Linked DNA regions of Mus musculus: region 2 is linked to region 1. The links are chromatin contacts, called in public promoter capture Hi-C maps. All regions are on one chromosome and are shown on one strand. Each heading gives the region's core, a stretch centred on a gene start, on an enhancer-like site or on the middle of the called end of the contact. The rest is flanking DNA. Distances are from core to core; before and after follow the strand shown.

Region 1 (2,586 bases), core at 42-2,541:
CCAATGAATCTCAGCTGAAACTCATTGCAGTACTGCCCACTTCTGTGCCATTTGGAGACACTGTGACTGTCATCCTCTAGGACTAGGAGCCACCTTGTCCAAGAAATTCCTAGAGGCAGGAATATACTGACTCTCCTTCCACGATAGAAATGCCAGCACCTGCCACACTACTGAGTCCATGGGGAAACAGAAATCTTTAGTGTCCTGGTAGTCTGTCCTTCCTTCCTTCCTTACTTTCTTCCTCTGGCAGAACTTCCTGGGAGGCCAAGGAGGGAGGAGAACCTACTCTGGGCTCCTGAACTACAGAGTGTAAAACGGTAAGTACAGAGCTAAGAAGTAACAGATTCATAGTCGCCAACCAATCAAGCAAGCAGCCTATTAGAGTGCTATTGCTATATATAGTAGATATGTAGTATGGTTTGAACCACTCATTATTGGGCTCAACATATATTTTGAAGATCAAGTCAAAGAGACAGGGAACACTGTAGGAAGTATGAGTTGTTTGCTGAAGAATAATAAAAAGTTCTAATGAAATTAACTATAAGAAGTCCATTATAAGTGTAAATAGAGATTAGCATTTAAATGTGTCCTTGGGAGTCCAAGGAAAGATTGGGTGAGAGCCTTCTCTGCTCTCTACTGGTAGAATTAGATGAGTGACTGCGCGGAGAGAACTTAGTCCCAGACATTTGAATACTTTAATGGGTCAGAAAAGGGAGAAATCCAGAGATGGAAAACCTAGGGAACGCCAAGGAAGGGAAGCGGAAATGTTTCCAGAAGATGGGAAGGACAACACAAAGTGACCGCCGTCGCTGAGCAGCCCCAGATGGGTACGAAAGTCAACCATTGCTAATTAGCCTGGAGAGGAAATTTGGGAAAAAACCTTGGATGGTACGCAGTAGAGAGGATTGAAAATCAGTGTGGGCGATGACAATGCTTGTGTGTGTGTGTGTGTGTGTGTGTGTATACACTGGATTCACCTCCTTCGCGTGCGTCACCCGGCCCGCCCCACCCAGGCCCGCCCTACCCAGGCCCAGCGACTTTGCCTCTGAATCTGAGGCACTGCAGGCGAAGGGAGACTACTTCCGGCCGGGTGAGCACCCTCGGGCCTCAGTTCCTCCTCCTAGAGGACGCTTGGCTCTTTTCTGAAGCCAGAAGGACTTCTTCCGCGTCTTCGCGTGCCAAAAATTGCACCTACACACCCGGCGCCCGGGGACCGCAATCCCGCGGCTAGATTAGAGGTAAGGGGCGGGGCCTCATAGTCACGTGCAGCAGCTCAGCCAATGAGTGCGCACTTTGTCGTTAGCAGGGAAGTGCTGGGGTTTGGCCCACACCCGGGCCGGGTCTAGGCCAGTAGGCGGATAGGACCCAGCAGCGGAAAGTGGCAGTGAGCTGTGGCATCATCCATAGCAGCTCCTTACTGGTACTGTGCTCCCTCACCTGCCTCGCTCCGCGTTCTCCTCAGGCCCGGCCATGGAGCGCCAGGTCCTACGGCTTCGCCAGGCGTTCCGGTCCGGCCGATCTCGGCCGCTGCGCTTCCGATTGCAGCAGCTTGAGGCCCTGCGGAGGATGGTGCAAGAGCGCGAGAAGGAAATCTTAGCAGCCATCGCGGCAGACCTGAGCAAAGTGAGCCTCCACAGGGTGGGAGGGGCCCGATGAGCCACCTTATTCCTTCTCTGTAGCAGGTTGTTTGGTTTTGTTTATCCAGCAGTTAAGAGGAAGCAGAGTACCCTGGACTCTGGACTCTCCAGCCCCGCTTAGAGCCCAAACTGTTGTATTTGCACTCATATTGAAGTGCATACTTTACTTGGCGCCGGCAATTTCTCGTCTGCGAACGCTCTGTATAGCCTTGCCCATTTCTGCTGCGTTCATAGTCTCTTTCCTTACAATGTGCAGTTAACTCTGGATAGGCTGGATCTCAGTAGTTTGTCTGCTTGGTAGGTTTCAGCTATTTCACTCCCTGTCTTTATTTCATGACGTTAAAAGAATGGTTTCTTTTTGTTGACAGTTCTTTTTATTTCCTATAATCTTCAGCACTGAAATTCCCCATATGACTTTGTGTGACATTAATCATATACATGATTGACCTCCAGTATACAGACAATCACCCTGGGGACCTGATAAAATACAAATCCTGACTTAGTCCTCGTGAGACTGTGTCTGAGATTTCTAATGAGGGCCCAGGTGATAACATATGGCCTGTTTAGAAGCAAGCTTTGAGTACCAAGGTTTTAAGTAGTGTTCAAGGTACAACTATGGTCTGTTGTACTCTCTAGTAATATTATTTCTCCCTTTTACTTTCTATCTGTATTCCAGGCATGGTAAGACCTCTATTTTCAGATTTTCAATCAAAGACTGCTTCAAAAAGTGGTAACAGTAGTTGTAGTAGAATCTAGAAACCTTCCTTCAGAGTACTTCTGGTAAAGAGGGGCTGTGGTAATTAGTAAACAAGATAGGATAGTGAATATTAAAACTCTGTGAATCATCCACTCCTCAAACATCAGATAGTTTGTGTATGTTTGTTCATACATAGCGTTCCTGAAGAAAATATATTAAGTCCAGAATTTAAAATCTGGCTCCAAAGTAGAA
Region 2 (2,586 bases), core at 58-2,557, 1.0 Mb before region 1:
TGAGAAGTGTTCTGGATTTGATGGCAACTGTGTTTACTGCTGTAACTGGGAATTATCAACAACACACTTTAAGAACAATTATGATTATTTTCTGTTTTTTTTTTTTTTTTTCTCCTCTTTTTTGAGACAGGGTTTCTCTGTGTAACAGAATCCTGGCTGTCCTGGACTTGCTTTGTAGAGCAAGCTGGTTTCAAACACAGGGGTCCGCCTGAGGAACCACTATGATTTTTTAGGCTTAATTTTTTAGGTGATAGAGAGAACACTGTTAAAGCCATATTTGGGGGGAAGGAATTTAAGAAAAAGTGCTTAGTCCCGGGCATGCTAAATCTGAGAGATAGCTGTGGCCTTGCAATAGAGACAGCATGTCAATGACACACTGCAGTCTGAACACAAATCTGGACGTTGTTGGCATTAAGTCGATATTGAACCCGTAGGAAGAGATGAAATAAACCTGGAGGGGGGAAAAAAAGGATGTGGAGAAACAGATTTAGACGCAAACCAATAGGCATAAACGATACTAAATTGCATTTTCGGGGCGTCATTCATAGTCTATGAACAAAATGTCATTCGGCTTGGAGGTTAGCTGATTAAAGCCACCCTCGCAAAACATCCTCAATCAATACGTTTGGACAAAATAAATAAATAAATAAAGGAAATGTGAGGGTCTCCACCTGCACTCACAACTGCAGCGATTCTGCTGCAGGATTCGCTCTGGACCAGTCTGGATGGATCCCAACCTTCCACCCAGGGCCAATCCATCCAGGCCTCGGGAAACCGGAGCAGAGAGCGCGCGCGCCCGGTCGAGCCCCTCACCTTGGCTTGCTTCAGCAGCTGGATGATCTCGGCCTCCGCCTCGTCTGACGCGTCCTCTCCCGGCTGCTCGGCCGTCGCCGCGGGTCGCGAGAACCAGGCGAGAGCTGCGAGAAGCGGCTCAGAGGTCACCGGGACCGGCCCGTGCCCGCGTCCCCGCCCCCGCCGGGCCGGCCCCGCCCGGAGCGCACCGCTCACCTGCCAACAGCGGCAGCACCCCGTGCCCCCGCGCCGGCGCGCCTCGGGTCCGCAGCCGCTCCGCGCCCGTCCCCGCGTCGCCCGTCCGCTCCGGCAGCAGGCGCGCCGTACAACCCCCACACCGCCGGCCCGCGGCCCGCAGCAGGGTTCGACCCAGACGCCAGCGAAGCAACCGGAACATGCCGACGGGTCCTCCCTCAGAGATCCACTAAGCCACGGCTGGCCCGGGACGCCCCGCCAGTCCGCATGCGCGATGACGCATGCTGACGTCACGCCGTCTCGTCCCGCCCCGCCCCGCCCCCGGCCTGCAGGGCGCGTGAAGTTCGCAGCGCCCGGGAGGAGAGAAGACGGGCGGCGTGCCATGGCGGTCGCGCTCCCGGAGGTGGTGGAAGAGCTCCTGAGCGAGATGGCCGCCGCTGTGCGAGACAGCGCGAGAAGTACGGCCTGCGGGCTTTTATTCTTACCCCGCATGGTTATGTCCCTGAAGCCTGGGCCCCTTAAATCGCTTAACTAAATAGAGGGATTTGAGTGACTAGACGTCAGATCCCTGAGTGCGAGCCGGTGTGCGGGAACCCCGGTACTTAAAGAGAGCCACTGGGTACATCCAAGGAGTGGGCGAGGGCTGGGATGCGGAATGGCAGATGCGTAGACAATTTCGAGTTACTCAGAATCTTTATCCACAATCCGTGATGCAAAGTTTAAAAATAATACCCTTGTTTACTACTTTGTTTAGTAAATAGATTTTACTAAAAAACATTCAGGGAGGCAAAACCTTTAAAAAAAAATCGGGAAGTTGAAAATTACTTCTTCCCTCTGGCCTGTAGAGGTCGCCCTATGCCTGTCTCCAACAAAATGACCGACCAAGGATGATCTTTGCTTACTCACCAGAGTAGGAGGATCTACCAAAAGGGGAAAACTAGTAATGAGGATCTACTATGCAGCTCGGCTGGTAAAGAGGCTTGCCTGGCATGTAGAGAGCTGCCGTGGATTCCCCACCACCGCACAAGACTGGGCACATGGCTGTAGTCTCCGCACTTGGGAAGTGGAGACAAAAAAAAAAAAAAAAAAAAAAAAAAGAAAGAAAGAAAAAGGGAAAGTTTAAGGTCAACCTCAGCTACATAATGCTAGGCCAGACTGGGCTGCTGGAGACTTTATCTCAAAAAACTGGAGGTGGGGTGGGGGGTGCTTTTGAAGTGTAGACTAATTAAAGCACTCTCCCCAAAAATAGCCTCTCTAAATGATAGCCAAATTAGAGCACAAAACTCCTATTGTTCATTGATTGTGCTCTGTGAACTGGTTTGAGTTACTGCTTCAATGGGACTAGAAAAGTAAACGAATAGTCTCATTTTGGTCTTTTACGTAAAAGATTCAGCCAACCAGGTATTCAAACATGCTTTGACTTCAAAGAAGTTGTGGGGTGTTAGTCTGTTGTGAGGTCTTGCTTCCAGGATTTGACCACAGATGTTCTGAGATGCTGGAACGAGATGAGTTTTACAGAACAGGGCTGTTGGTTAATCCATATGCCAGTAACTGAAGGGGCCCCCTTACACAGGAGCAGACTCTCAATTCCTGTTTATT

Evidence for each region. Promoter capture Hi-C pulls out the DNA fragments that hold promoters and counts their contacts.
Region 2: a promoter capture Hi-C map of liver shows a contact between it and region 1, with 2.4 times the contacts expected there. The contact joins the promoter of Zswim7 here to the promoter of Aldh3a2 in region 1.

The regions. Positions count from the first base shown.
Region 1 is chr11:61,265,891-61,268,476 of GRCm38.p6, reverse strand. Aldh3a2 (aldehyde dehydrogenase family 3, subfamily A2) reads left to right here and starts at 1,291. Exons shown (of 10, transcript NM_007437.5): 1 at 1,291-1,623. The coding sequence starts at 1,471.
Region 2 is chr11:62,280,116-62,282,701 of GRCm38.p6, reverse strand. Zswim7 (zinc finger SWIM-type containing 7) reads left to right here and starts at 1,307. Exons shown (of 5, transcript NM_027198.1): 1 at 1,307-1,445. The coding sequence starts at 1,370. It overlaps Ttc19 (tetratricopeptide repeat domain 19), which reads right to left and starts at 1,229. Exons shown (of 10, transcript NM_028360.2): 1 at 1,009-1,229; 2 at 814-917. The coding sequence starts at 1,189.